2 separate regions of the Mus musculus genome follow, and region 2 is linked to region 1. A link is a contact called in public Hi-C data. All regions are on one chromosome and are shown on one strand. Each heading gives the region's core, a stretch centred on a gene start, on an enhancer-like site or on the middle of the called end of the contact. The rest is flanking DNA. Distances are from core to core; before and after follow the strand shown.

Region 1 (7,953 bases), core at 3,061-5,560:
GCCCAGAGAAGTGGGAGTCAGATACACCTAAGGATAAGACATGGCCTCAGGGATAGGGCCATCCTTGCTTAATTGTCCACCATGGGTGAGGCTTGGAGTTTGAGAGTCCAGAAAATGTTTTGTGTGTAGGATCCATGGACCACAGTTTGACTCCCAACACAAGCATTGAAGTTCTGTTAGATCATGTATGTAATTTTCCATTCGGGGTTCATTCTTAAATGATAAATTAAAGATGATATGAAATGGTGCACAACTTCACAGATACACAAAAGACAATAGTGACAGCTATTTTTCTTGTTATACACTTTTAAAATTTATAAAATTAATATAAATCTGAAATCTGTCTTTACTCTATAAAAATGACAGTAGATGAAATAATGTGGAGTTAACAATTATATATATATATATATATATATATATATATATATATATATATAAATTTATATGAGGAACACATTATATATGGTATGTATGTGTATCCCTTGAGATATTATAATACAGGTGCACATATATAAGCATGCTCAGAAAATAAGAGTAGTTTTGAATTAACTAGAATGCTACTACATAATTTGTATCTTTACCAACACCAAACAGGAGATTTTTAAACAAATCTGTATCTGTGACTAGTTTTTTTTTTTAAATTCTGTTTTAATTTAGAATAATTCTAAATTTAGGATCACGTCCTTTACTTAATGTTGTATTTGTGAAGAATGAAAATTAAAAATCAAACACTTTTCTACTCGGGCTTTTTAATTTATGATAGGTTTTAAGTTGATCACTTAATGAAAGTCGAGTCAACATTCCCTCCTCTGTTATTCCGTAAACGTTGAAAACTCTTTTTACGGTTATTTCTCCTGAAAGCCAATTTAGAGGATTAAACATTTGGAAGGCCTGTTGAAATAACAGAAACTAAAACATGATAGTTCTTTAGCAGATCTGTCATCTTCCAAGTTTAGTGGAATTTAATCAGATATAAGGCTTTGGGATCGACTGCTTTCTTATCCTACCCTCCCCCTGCTGAAAGGCAGGCTGCATTTACCATGCCTAGATGTTGGAAATTGTCCCCGTGCCCTCCTTCTTTAACCACTGTATTTTTATGTTCACTTACAAGAGCCCAGGATGTCCTCCCTTATATTACTACATCTTTGCTTCTTCCTGCTGTTTCCTGAGTGCCTGGTCAGATGTTATTACCCTTTGGGAACAGTTTCCATTGCCAGGAAGTGCTGTGTACCCTAAGCTGGCCTGGTGCCTGCCTTTCCTCGGTTCCTACTCAGCCACTCACTAAAGAACAGCCAAGTTTTTGTATGCAGTGTCTCAGTGTTGGCTAAGGTCGGCCTTCTGGGTATATATATGCAAGCTGGAAAGCGGTGCATGTTTAAATTTCTGTCCATTACTAATAGGACTGGGTGGTGGGTCCTGACCAAAAAAAAAAAAAAAAAAAAAAAATCACACCATGCTGCTTGTCTCATGTCGGAGTTTATTGGACGGGGGATACAGAGGCCACCTCTGGGAGAGAGAGAGAGAAGAAAGAATGGTGTCAGGAAGAACATGAAGTTTGTTGAAGTTGAGGAGCATGCGCAAAGGGGCATGCGACAGGAGCAACACTGTCGCCTCTTGGGCAGATAAAGATAAAGTGTATCGAAAGCTGGCTGTAAAGATGCCTGATTGTCGTGGAGTCACTTTTAGCTGTCTGTAGATGTGCCTGATTGCCAACAAGTACTACTATACATTTCCATGAATGTACTAGGAGCTAAAATTGCCTATGTGGGTTCTTTAATCCTGACCTATGAGCAGTAACATCCTGAGCATAATTAAATCTTTTTTGTTCTCTGTCAATGACAATGTCTTCATTCAAGACCTCATTATATCCCACCCAAACCATTTCAATACCTTTTTTAGTAGTGCTCCAATTATCAGTCCATTCTCTGCTTCCCATCCTATATATAAGTATACCTGATTGTGCGTTCCTCTTAAACTCTTGAGGCATATACTTATTACAGTGATGTGCATATTCCAGAATTCCAAGGCACTGGTCAAGATTCTGGCTGATGGCATGCTGACATCTATGGTGATGTCTTCTTTTCCCACCATTATGTCTCCAGCATCTAGTATGGTGTCTAGCCTAGCTGAGGAAACATAAGCTACAGCTGCTTGTGAGTTTTTAATGAGTAACTAGTTATTATTAATTCTCTATGGCACTAGAAAAGCATCTGCCAATACAACTTTCTTATACCCTTTGAGTATTTCTTTCTTTCTAGTTTATAGAACATTTTTAGTTTTGTCAGGGGAAAACAAAGTATGTTTACTATATATCCTTCTTGAGCATGCATTCTAAGGAGGATAAATACAAAATAAAGAGTCATGTTATTTCTATCAGCTCATGTTTAAATAAATATCAAACTTTTCTGAATCTCTGATGTTGAAACATCAAAGTTATTACAAATCATATTTTTCATAAAATAGTTACCTGCTTCACACACACACAAAAAAGCACTTCTAAAAAATTATTTTCTTGCAAGCCACTGTCTCGTATTTTAGGAATTTTGATGTGCATGTAGAATTGGAGCCAGTATCAAAGCTTCCAACTGTGCAGCAACAGGCTGATTTTACAGGCATTGCAATGAAAGAAAAGATATAGATAGATGATGATGACACATACATGGAGGGAGAGAGGAGGGATAGATAGATGAGAGATAAATAAATCATAGGTAGATAATAGATAGATAGATAGATAGATCATAGATAAGTAGATGATAGGTGACAGACAGATATATAGGGAAGGAGGGTGAAGGAAGGAGCGAGAGAAAACATCTAAAAGCCAACAACAGACCTTAGCACATGAGCATATGAATATACCATGTTATTAATGGATCTCCATCTTTTTTCTTCTGCTATCTTCTCCTCACCATTCAAAAATGTACAGTTTTGCCCTAAACTATGAAATTTTTGTACACTGAGGCTAATTTATTTTCAATTCTGTGCTCTTATATTTTGAATACTTCCTTGGTGAAGCATTGTTATTTTTTAATTGATACACAGCAACTGTACATATTTATGGAATATGATATGTATGATAATTCAATACATACATGTAATGATCAAATCTGAGCAATTGGAATATGTATTAGCTCAATTTTCTTCTGTTAGGAACATTCACCATGCCCTGTACTAGCTATTTTGTAGTGTATAATTAATTGTTGTCAGCTATAATCACCCTTCTGTATTATGAAGCATTCTCTTTATGTCACTCTCTCTTCACCCCCCTAACCACTCTTCTCACACAATGCAGGAAGACGTTCTACCCTGTGGCAGTGCTTTGCTCTGAGAACTTGCTTGTTCTGAATTAAAGATTATTCAGTAAACATGACTGACTGTAGTTTGATATAATGTCTTCCTCCGATTGGCTATGGAACCATATGGGGTGAAAAGGCCCTATTCCTGAGTTACCCTGGGAGGTCTCCTGATGCATACTTGTGTGTGACTGGTACCCTTGCTCAAGCTATGCCTGGCAAGGTCTTCTCCTTTTGGTTTAATTAGAATCTCAGAGTTCTACATTGGATAAAACCTATGTTTTATCTAACAACACCAAAGCCAATATTGGTGTGCCTTCCATCAGTGGGTTATGTAACAATAATTAATTTAGTGTTTAAAAGTTTTAAGTAAATCCAGAGATCACAAGTTAAATAGAGTAATTACAAGGAAGGCTTCATAAAACAAGTTTGAAGTCTTAGTTCAAAAGTTTTCTGCTAATAAAAATAACCCGGCAAATTAAATGGAGGTTCAGGCTTTTTTCTTTTTTAAGTTTTAGAGTCAAGTGTATCTAGATGCCCCAAGTTAACAATAACTCCGTCTATTTATGCGTATGTGATAAGGTGATTCTCAGGGAGACACTGACAGGAGGGGATTCTCTGGAGAGTGCTATCAAAAACTCTGTCTGGTCTCCTCTGATGCAGCTGCCTGGCACAGTGGGATAAAATGTGCTACACTTTGACTTCAGAGTGTGGCTTCCAGGTAATCCATGAAAAATTTAACATTCCAGTTCTGTGTGGGAAGGGAGGAAGTGCTGCTGAGTCCAATAATTCAAGACTTTGTTGACTGCTCCCTAGCTTCTGCATTGCTACTAGGTGATATAAATGAAATGTCATTTCACTTCACAGAAGGAGCTGCCAGTTATTTTGCATAACAGACCAAGAATGAAAAGGATCATTTTGTACTGTTAAAGCCTTTGAGAGGAAGTGATCTATAACATGGAACTGAACAGGAAACTTCTTAAAGCAAGCCTGAGTCACTGCAAGCACTCAGAAAGACAGCTGTGACTCATCACAGGTCACCCAGAGGCTGGGGCTAGAGCTGGAAATAGAACACAGACCTCGGCCTTTTCTCCCCACCTACTTCCTCTGACGACTTACATCGATCTGTTGAGTCATGAGACCATAACGTAGTGCAGCTGTTTCCTGAACAGCTTTTCATTAAGGATTTTTGGCTTGTTCTAGTTTACTCAGCAGAAGCAGTACTTACTAAAGAGGCATTGAATTTTTATGCAGTGAACAAAGAAGCTAAGAAATGCAACAACAGAATTTGCTTACATATATATATATATATATAGCACCATTGTCTAGTGTTACTCTCTGATAAAAGAGTTGTGTCACAAATTGTTTAGTACTCTGAATGTCATTTGAAAGAAAGAGAAGAGCAGCTATCACCGATGATGAGCTAAGTTTTCTCTGTATTATGATTTTATCTATGTAAGTTTTTAGCTTTTAGAAAATCCATATAATAAACAATGCCACAATATGTTAGGCAGCTCTGAGCCTCATTAATCTCTCTGCCCAGACACTAATACGACTTTCTAGAGACTCAATCTGCGGAGGAATGAGAGGTAAAAAAAAAGGCTCCAACATCCTACAAATAAATAGACATTGATCTTCACGTATGCATGAATGTACATGTACCCTATAAACTGCAGCTTCATAGTATCAAATAGACCATTAAGTGCCTCAGACATCCTAACTGGCAAAATGTTGAAACAACTTCAACTGATATTTTATTCATATCCCACTTGGTAAGCTAGAGTATGCTCACTTAAGATCAAGTTATCTATTAATTTACTAAGTGCTTGCACCATAGCAGAGTCTGTGCCCAGCAATGGGGCCCACTGCTAAGCAAAATAATTACTTCCTTCTTCCTTGCTTCCAGAAACTTATCGAAGAACCATCTTCTCTCCTCCTATGTTTGCCTAAATAGGTGAAATATCTTCTGCTTCCTATGTAGCATCTTTCCCTAGGGGGAAGATGATCCTGATTTTTGAAAAAACATAGGCATATCAGTCTTATGGTTCTTATTTTCTTAATGTTTATGCTATGACTTTGCCTCACTTGTGCATACCAGGTTTTTACTACTGTATCAGTTTCTCATTTTTTTATTTCTCCCCTCACTAATGTAATAAATATATTGCTTGTGATATGTGGCATTTTATTATCATTTTATCACAAAGTCTGTCAAAAATACATCATTACGGCAAGCTTTCAACAGCTGTCATGAAGAAGCTGCAACTGGGCAAGATTCATTCACAGGTGTTCTGTTTTCTTTTACGTATTTGGTTTACTTTTATTTTATGTGCCTTGGTATTTTGATGGCATGTATGTCTCTGTGAGGATGTTGGATCTCCTGGAACTGGAGTTACAGAAAGTTATGAGGTTCCATGTGGTTTCTGGGAATTGAATTCATGTCCTCGGGAAGAACGCCAGTGCTCTTAACTGCTGAGTCATCCCTCCAGCACCTGTCCCATTCTCTTTAAAAAAGCATAGATTATTGACTATTAGCTGACTTGTACGCACAATAATTCACTATGTAGCTATCCTTTTAAAGAGTTTCCCGTTTGGTGCCTGTGTTATGTAAGCAAAGGACTATGTATGCAGAGCCACGGTTGATGAGCAGACATGGCCCTAGTAGTATAGTTTCCAGTGTACTCCTTACTATTCACCCTGAAGTTACTTTCAACACCATTTCATTTCATCAGTGCTTTGACAATGAGAATGGCCCAAGCCATGGAGAAGCTCTTTCATGCCCGGAAATATCTGCAGACTTTCATTATCCTGCTGAAATTGCCTATGCCTTCAAAGGCTGCCATGGCCAGTTTCCACAAGCAAGAAACAACACTTCTAATACATTATTTTCTCTTACCGTTTGTCTGGGGATATTGGTGAAGAACAAACAATCCATGAATTCTAGTGCGACACAGAGATCCATTTCTCATTTGCTAATACCTGTCATTCTAAGACATTCCCATCTAAACACAGCCCTGGTTTCAAGAACAACATTAATAATGATGACTGCTGAGTTTGGAGGCAGAATATAAATGTTGCGATTACCTCTTTCTCATACCTGTGCAAAATCAGGACTATTGATGGATGAAAATTTTCTATAAATATTATCATTTTATAAAACCAAATTAATTTTATAAAACGTTACAAAAGCATGAATTTCTAAATTATTACTGTTCTTAATGTGATCATTTAAGAAAAAGAATTGAAGAAAGACAGAATTCTTCCCTTTGCTCAGAAAGGAAAGTATGCACTCTCTAAAAAAATGACTGGCAGATAAAATAAAACCATGAAGGTAAAGAAAGAACTGTCTCAGATATTTAGTGTAAATACTTATAACAGTGTAACATATTTTACATTATGTATTTATTATATACAAATAGTACAATAAGTTAATATGCATGAAACTCAAGAACGAAGACCAAAGTGTGGACACTTTGCCCCTTCTTAGAATTGGGAACAAAACACCCAAGGAAGGAGTTACAGAGACAAAGTTTGGAGCTGTGATGAAAGGATGGACCATCTAGAGACTGCCATATCCAGGGATCCACCCCATAATCAGCTTCCAAACGCTGACACCATTGCACACACTAGCCAGATTTTGCTGAAAGGACCCAGATAGAGCTCTCTCTTGTGAGACAATGCCGGGGCCTAGCAAACACAGAAGTGGATGCTCACAGTCAGCTATTGGATGGATCACAGGGTCCCCAATGGAGGAGCTAGAGAGAGTACCCAAGGAGCTAAAGGGATCTGCAACCCTATAGGTGGAACAATATTATGAACTAACCAGTACCCCGGAGCTCTTGACTCTAGCTGCATATGTATCAAAAGATGGCCTAGTCGGCCATCACTGGAAAAAGAGGCCCATTGAACTTGCAAACTTTATATGCCCCAGTACAGGGGAATGCCAGGGCCAAAAAGTGGGAGTGGGTGGGTAGGGGAGTGGGGGGGGGTATGGGGGACTTTTGGGATAGCATATGAAATGTAAATGAAGAAAATACCTAATAAAAACATTTTTAAAAAGTTAATGTGCAAGTACCTATGTGTTAATTATGCATCTTATGTATACATATAAGACAGAAGTCAATGTCCACTCCAAGGAGAGAAAACTAAGGGGACATAGGGCAGAGCACTGCATCTTACAGTCTGTTCATCGGAGAGCAGTCACATTTGCCCTGTGTTGCCTCAGCTGAAGTAAAAGCCACTTCCTTGCAACTTAGTGGGTGGATTTCAACTAACAATGAGGAAGTGCTTTGTCCAATTCAGATAAGGCCAGGGTAAACATCTTGGGAAGTGATAAATTCCCTTTCTCTAGATAAATTTAAATATGGGAGGATTGAAGGAGGGTGAAACATTGAGCGTGAGGTTTAAATAGATAACCTTTAGACGGGATTTGAGACCTAAAAAGACTGGATTCATGTTGATTATGAGTTTCTTTATTTATACCTGGACAATAATAATACCTCTCTTACATTTCATGGGTCGTTATGCATGGCAGAATAGCTGCTGCAAGCTAAGTGTCCCCAAAAATATAGAGAATGAGTATTTCTGTTGCACTAAAGGAAGTTAATAATTAATGAGAGTGAATAAGACCTGACTAATACCTCAGTTATTCATTAGTATCTGTATG
Region 2 (7,953 bases), core at 2,617-5,116, 150 kb after region 1:
AATAGAAACCATATCAAAAGCACCATTGATTGTGGGGTTTATGGTTAGCAGAATTAAGCATCTGGGATGTGAGTCCTGTCTTAGTGACTTTTCTGTTGCTGTGATAAGACACCATAAAGAGGGAAACTTACAAAAGGAAAAGTTCAGCCTAGGGCTCAGTCAAGATGGTTAGAGTTCATAACACTCATGACAGAGAGCTGGTGACAGGCAGGCAAGCATGACACTGGAGCAGTTAGGTAAGGGCTTACATTTTTTCCATTAATGTATTTACTAATACAATTTATCCCAATATCAGCCCCTCTCTTCCACATGCGCCCTCACACAGCTCCTCCCCTCAGTTTCCCCTCCCCTTCTCATCTGAGAAAGGGAAGCCTCCCCGCTAGGTATCACCCCACCCTGGCACATCCAGTCACTGCAGACTAGGTGGATCCTTTCCCACTGAGGCCAGACAAGGTGGCCCAGTTTAGGGAACTTGATCCTCAGGCAGGCAACAGATGCAGGGCTTAAATCTTTTTTTTTTAATTAGGTATTTATTTCATTTACATTTCCAATGCTATCCCAAAAGTCCCCCACACGCTCCCCCACCCACCCACTCCCACTTCTTGGCCCTGGTGTTCCCCTGTACTGAGGCAGATAAAGTTTGCATGACCAATGGGCCTCTCTTTCCACTGATGGCCGACTAGGCCATCTTCTATTACATATGCAGTTAGAGACACAAGCTCCGGGGAGTACTGGGTAGTTCATATTGTTGTTCCACCTATAGGGTTGCAGATCCCTTTAATTTATCACAAGCACGAGGCAGAGAAAATTAACTGGGAATGGTATGGGCTTTTGAAACCTCAAAGCTCACCTCCAGTCACACACCTCCTCCAATACCTCCTAATCCTTCCTATACATTTACCAGCCACGGATCAATTACCCAAAAACATATGAGCCTATGGGGGCCATTCTCAACTCAAATTACCAGAAGCATGAATGTGTTTTCCATGACAGGACGATTATTGGGAAAAGTGAATGGTTACATACAGAGGATTCTCCTGATATCCTTGGAAATGTATAGTATTCCACTTAAAGATTTCCCATGCCTGCTCTTACATGAGTGGCTTCATATAGTACTTCTAAGTGAACTCCTTACTCTTTTCCCAGTTCTCTGATCCATACATACAGCTCAGTGGTTTTTCTTTTTCAAAAATCTTTCAAGCTCTCCTATTACCTGGTTCACATACTGCACACTCATCATCATGACTCCCAAAGCGCCACATATTTGAAGATCTGTCTTCCTAAATATCTCTTCTTCTTACCATTCTCATCACACTGTGCTACTGTCAATAAGTCTGTCCATTGTGTTGCTGTAAAGGATAAGTTAGAAAATCAATCAGTCGTCTCATCATCATCATCATCTTTTGCAAATTTCCCTTTTTCTAGGTGCCAAGGACTGGTCTGGCCTGGTTGCTTCTGTATATTCTTTCATGAATATTCCCACACCCCATGAAAAATAGACTTTTTAATAAGCTCTATTTTAAAAATAAAACTGTTTTAAAAAAACAGATTTAGAAAGGTTAGGCAACTCAGCCAAGGTCACGCCTATAGATAGAAACAGTGTTGTAATTTTATCTCTTCAACTCTGAAGTTGATGGTTTTGTAAGATCTCACTGCTGTCTGGCATGCTGCCTTGTGTACAATTCCACTTGATTAAATATTCATTTTCAAAACCACATTACTATAAAACTTATAGAGTCTAGAAAAAATGTTTTCTTCCTTCCCTTGTCCGCCAAGGTTAGCTGGCCCAGCGCTTCTCTGGCTCTCGGTGGATGCCCAGTCGTCATGTGCTATCTGCTGCCACCCTCACCATGCTACAGTGTGAGCATAAGCTGCCATCTTCATTGTTGCTGATCAGTGGGGTGGTGGTGCTGTGGGCTCAGACACTTACCTCCACTTAGCATCCTCTGAGCTAGGCACTAGGCAGAGCACCTGACAAGTGCTGGAGGGTTGGAGGAGGGTAAGGCAGGTTTAACTACTTCTTGAAGTATGTGGCGCTCCCTTTAGTGATGAATTCTTGCTTCTGGGTGATGTGCAGCTTCAGTAATAAGTCAAGCAACAGTCTGCTAGATTATTGTGAAAGAGCACACAATCAGACTTAAAAAGCGCAAAGGGAAGATATACCAAAGCTGCCCTTTGGTATCATTTGACATAATTCCTCATTTCTCTCCCGAAAATGAAAGGATTATTTTACCCCAAGACAGAAAAGGTACAAAGAGAAGCACCACTTTATGACAATGAAGTAAAAGAAAACCATTTTTTAACAAATAAAAAGTCACACCTTATACTCTTTGCTGATAATAGCTTTTTATCTATTTTGCTCATCTGTTGTTCCTTTACGTAACGCTTTGTAGTAATACCAACAGGCATAATTTCTAGGAGTCTAGGAATGCACTCCTAAATTTGAGCATCTTCAGAGAGGAGAGCAATGAACTGGTAAGCACAACGCCACCCTGTGAGTCAGCACAGGCTCTGTGAGTGGAGCTTGCATCTTCTGTTCTCTAGCGCAGTGTCCTAGCCATCCGACTGCCGCCTTGTTCCTGAAAAGTTTGTAGTACAACTCCCGAGATCCACTGTTGTCATTGCCAGTGTCTACATTTTTCATGTTTAATTCAATTTTTAAAAACTCATAAGCACGTGTTTGCCTTTAGTTACTGTCACTTTTAAGTATTGATATGCCAAAAAGTGCAGATTTGTTTCTATAATATATACCATTCTCTAGATTTCAAAAATAATTTATCAACAATTAAAGCATGTGAATATTCATAATTCCACTTAGGAAGAATGCAAACATTTTTAATAAACTCTTTTGGAGGGGGAAAGAAAACAAAATTGCCCATTCATTCTTGGGTGGTGTACTAGCTAGTTTTGTGTCAACTTGACACAGCTGGAGTTATCACAGAAAAAGGAGCTTCAGTTGAGGAAATGCCTCCATGAGATCCAACTGTAAGGCATTTTCTCAATTAATGATCAAGGGGGAAAGGCCCCTTGTGGGTGGGACCATATTTGGGCTGGTAATCTTGGTTCTATAAGAGAGCAGGCTGAGCAAGCCAGGGGAAGCAAGCCAGTAAAGAACATAACTCCATGGCCTCTGCATCAGCTCCTGCTTCCTGACCTGTTTGAGTTCCAGTCCTGACTTCCTTGGTGATAAATAGCAGTATGGAATTGTAAGCTGAATAAACCCTTTCCTCCCCAACTGCTTCTTGGTTATGATGTTTGTGCAGGAATAGAAATCCTGACTAAGACAGGTGGTATTCATTAATTGTAAGGTCTGATATAACTGTGGATGGAGATCATGACAGTGTGAAACAAAATAGTCAATGTGACTGAAATTCTGCGTGGTGCTTCTATAAATAGCAGTCTTATTCTTAAAACAGAGAACTTCTTGCATCTGTCTAGGAATTTATGGATGAGCCCTAAAAAAACTCATTCCATTACCTTGTCTCCTCTTTCCATGGGAAGGTAAATTTCATGATAGTTGGAGCACTAATTTCTTAGATGTCATTACTTCATCTACAGTTTTGAGGAAGTGTGACTCTCCCTGGCCCCAGTGTTATTTCAGAAATTAATAATTGTTAAAACATACTAACTGATAGAATCATGGAACTAAAGAAACCTCCTCACTTTTTGAAGCCTAATACCCCCATCTTTCCATTTCCAGCTCTCATCTAAGAAACCAGGCACAGAAATAAACTACTCTATGAGTCTCACAGAGTCTTGCAACCAAGTCTTGAGTTGGCTCCACTGTTAGTTTGTTGTTGGAGGGCATTGTGCTGTTGTTTTAATTATGGGCAACAGGAGAGATGTGTTGTGTTTTTATCCTTGATAGGCACTATAAGACTGACGTGCATGTGGGTGGAATATAGAGATCATTAGATAATGCAGAAGAGGAAGCAACTTGATGGTAGATGAAAAAAGAGGAAATAAAAGGAGGTATATTTATTATTAACTACAACTTTTCATTTGCTAGATCTCTCACTGTTAAATACCCACAATAAATATTTAAGTGTATAGAATTATTAACACTTGCATTCCTTATTTTTGACATGATTGTAATTCAGGACTCATATTGAATTCCAGGCAGCTCTTACCCTTGAGCATCAAGGATTGCCTTATGGTGTGTTGCCACCTGGAATAGTTGGGTGCAGGGCTGGAAATGAGGAAGCTCACGGGGCTTTTTGGAGTAGAAGGGAAGTGTGCAGTTGTTACTTGGCCTGGAGACACCTAGACCATTGAAGATTAATTAAATATGTCTAATAGTGGTTCAGTGATAAAGGATCAAGAAGTACAGGGTACGTGTGGCGAGCTATGGGGGCATAAAATAACTGGGGACTGGAGTGCATGAAGATTATCATGTTAAGTGTTAATCAAGGTCTGTGTGCTTTGGTAACTACTGAAGTTTTTTTTTGCCATTTTAGTTATTTCCTTATCTGCATAAAGAGTACATATTCATTCATAGAAATATAAACATGCAACTGCATTGCTACAAGATACTATTACAACCTCAGGTTTTCTAAAATGTCACTTTTCAATGATGCATACTAACTGTACAAAGTATAAAGTTTCTTTATGATATTTCCACGCATTCATATAACACACTTTGATCCTATTCACCCCACCTATCAGTCTCACTTCTGCCCCTCCCCCTTCTCAGGTCACATATAGTCCTTCTTTCACCTTCATGCCTTTCTTTCCCCTAAATCCCACATAACAGCAAACACATCATACATAGTTTGTGGGACTTGGCTTTCGTTTAGCACAAAGATCTCCAGTTCCTTCCATTTTCTTGAAAGTGATATAATTGAGCTCTTCTTTATGGCTATATGAAAGTCCATTATGTATGTATACCACAGTTTTTTATTCACTCATCCAAGTAATGTCCATCTAGGCTAGAGCCATGGCTTGCTCTTTCTAGCAGTGCCATGGTAAACATGGATGTGAAGCAAGCTAGCTTTGCTTCTTTGGAGTATATACCACTTAGTGGGGTCACTGAATCACAGGACAATTCTATTTTTAATTTTTGAGGAACCTCCACAGTTTGCCATGGTGGCAGAACTAAATCTGCACTGCACTCTCATCAACTGTTCATTAACAGTTCCCTTTACTCTGACATATATATATATATATATATATATATATATATATATATATATAGTTTTTTATTGGATATTTTCTTTATTTACATTTCAAATGTTTTCCCTTTTCCAGGTCTCCCCTTCAGAAACTCCCTATCCTGTCTCCCCTCCCCCTGCCTCTATGAGGGTGCTCCCCCACCCACCCACTCCCATCCTCCTGCCCTGGCATTCCCTTACACTGGGGCATCAAACACGCTCAGGCCCAAGGGCCACTCCTCCCACTGATGTCCAACAAGGCCATCCTCTGCCACATATGTGGCCAGCGCCATGGGTCGCTTCATGTGTACTCTTTGGTTGGTGGTCCAGTCCCTGAGAGCTCTGAGGGTCTGGCTGGTTGACACTTGCTCCTTCCATAGGGCTGCAAACCCCCTCAGCTCCTTCAGTCCCTTCTCCAACTCCCCCACTGGGGACCCCTAGGCTCAGTCCAATGGTTGGCTGCAAGCATCTGCCTCTGTATTTGTCAGGCTCTGGCAGAGCCTCTCAGGAGACAGCCAAATCAGGCTTCCATCAGCAAGCACTTCCTGGCACTTCCCAGCAAGATGGGATGATCCCCAGGTGAGGCAGTCTCTGGATGGCCTTTCCTCAGACTCTGCTCCATACTTTGTCTCCATATTTCCTCCTGTTAGTATTTCATTCACCCTTCTAAAAAGCACTGAAGCATCCACATTTTGGTCTTCCTTCTTCTTAGGCTTCATATGGTCTGTGAATTGAATCTTGGGTATTCCAAACTTTTGGGCTAATATCTACTTATCATTGAGTACATGCCATGTTTATTCCTTTGTGACCAAGTCACCTCACTCAGGATAAAACTCTCAAGTTCCATCCATTTGCCTGCAAATTTCTCTGACATCTTTACTGCAGCATTTATTCATGTTTCCTTATAGCAATGACTGATCGCTTTGCTTTATGTGAGGATAACAGTCAGCTTTACTGAATGCATATGGATGGAATTTCAAAATGCAAAACAAACCAAAGTCTTCAGAAGTAATCTCTCTCATGACTTCCATTTTTTACTTATTAGTTGGCATTTTTAACAAAAATAAGTATCAGAATATTATTTGTAGTTTGAACTTTTAAGTAGGTATAAATTGAATTATGCAAGTTTATAGTTGTGAGGTCAGTTTAGGGCCATGTAGTTCACATTTAATATATTTTCATTACATTGTTAGTACTTGTTATCTTAGTCATTCGGTATTTATTGCATTGCTACTGTTTCTGTAATGAGCTGAATTGGGTCATTAAAGATCATAATCGGTCTTCTAAGAGATGTTGTATCTAATAAGACTGTACAAACAGTAGTTTTCAACATAAACATACACAGGGAATGTAGTGTTGATATGGATATTTAATTGCCAACTGAAAAAAAAAAAAAAAGTCCGATCAGTGAAGCTCTAGGCTAGCCTTCAGAGGAAACTGTACATCTGATGTTTATTCTAGAGAGTGCCACACTACTACAGCCTCATTAGGATGCTATCCTAAAGATATGCTGGATCCTTAGTTTGGAAATGAAAGTAAAACCGAAATCCACAGGAAGGTTGCACTTTATATCCTAGAAAAGAAGATAAATATTATTGATATTCATTGAGAAAATAGTATTGATATATTCCTTAAACCAAATCATAGGCTAAAAAAAATAGACTTCCTAGAAAATTTAAAATGTAAAAAGATACAGCACTGATCCACTTAGACACATGCTTCCTATTTTAGTAAAAAAGTTTGGAGAGAGAAAATAATGATTTCTGTGGTTAGAATAGAACAGACTCTACCTTCCGTGTCATGTAGCTTTATCTTTGCAATGTCATTTATTATTTGAGTAATTAATTATTAAAAAATTTCTGACTCTTTTTTTAAAAGGCCAAATTTTAGAAGACTAATTTGGCATGAAATCAAAAAATGTTTGTAAAATTATTTTGTTTCTGAGTAATCATATCCCATCTAGTCCCTTCTATTTTAGCTTTTGTCAATAATTTCAGGTTAAATGAGTCCAAATGTCTGAAAATAAACCAAGTTGTCCAAGAAAGTTCTCTGTCATCTAAATTTAGCTGTGTATCCTTTGTTGGCTAATGCTTATTCTGTATTAGTCTCCATTTGGATTTCGGTGCATTAAACGGATGGAACGAGCAGATGGTTAAAGAGCTAGGCAGGTAAAGAAGAAAGGGGAACACTTTATACACTGCTCCTTTTCATTTAAATTGTTGCTTCCCTGTGTCTATGTAAGCATGTGGTCTGCCTGCAGTCTCAAGTTGTCTTTACTGCTGGCACATGCAAATAGTATAATGCAGAGAGCACACAACGGTAAGCACCGCCACACTGTGATGATGTTAGCAACACCTTTCTATTCCGTTGCCGCACGGAAGTCTCCCCAGTAACTCTTAAGAAGCAATCGACTTCCAAGATCTCTGTCAACAGTTTTTCTTTAGCCTCAGTATTCTTTGTTAATTCTAACCTCTGATGTTATCCTCCATATCATTATGCAAAAAAGGTAAATCTATGAAGCAAATTCACACATGTGAAAAATATCTGGAAAAAAATCAAATTTAAAAAAAAAAGGAGAAACATGGGGTCTCCAATGGAGGAGTCAGCGAAAGGACTGAAGGAGCTGAAGGGGTTTGCAATCCCATAGGAAGATCAACAATATCAACCAAACAGACTCCTCCCAACCCTCAGAGGTACCAGGGACTAAACCACCAACCAAGGAGTACACATGGAAGGACCCATGGCTCCAGCCACACATGTAGCAGAGGATGGCCTTGTCAGGCATCAATGGGAGGAGAGGCCC

What was found. A called contact is a pair of places that touch in the nucleus more often than the background predicts.
Region 2: a contact with region 1 is called in a Hi-C map of bone marrow-derived macrophages, with 3 times the contacts expected there. The contact joins two enhancer-like sites. A contact is called at or near these places in 3 of 484 Hi-C or Micro-C datasets (the HPC-5 cell line, adipose-derived mesenchymal stem cells and bone marrow-derived macrophages) and 3 of 115 datasets of contacts at active chromatin or transcription factors (CD8 T cells, embryonic stem cells and extraembryonic endoderm stem cells).

The regions. Positions count from the first base shown.
Region 1 is chr15:41,608,086-41,616,038 of GRCm38.p6, forward strand. All of the region lies in intron 2 of Oxr1 (oxidation resistance 1), which reads left to right. Among named protein-coding and RNA genes, the nearest start is that of Oxr1, 160 kb to the left of the region's middle. Within about 2 kb of position 4,311, at least 235 of the 459 cell types and tissues checked have an H3K27ac peak or open chromatin away from gene starts, as enhancers often do. A contact at or near this core is called in bone marrow-derived macrophages, where this site is marked.
Region 2 is chr15:41,760,910-41,768,862 of GRCm38.p6, forward strand. The region is part of intron 3 of Oxr1 (oxidation resistance 1); the gene reads left to right. Among named protein-coding and RNA genes, the nearest start is that of Abra, 100 kb to the right of the region's middle. Within about 2 kb of position 3,867, at least 17 of the 459 cell types and tissues checked have an H3K27ac peak or open chromatin away from gene starts, as enhancers often do. A contact at or near this core is called in bone marrow-derived macrophages, where this site is marked.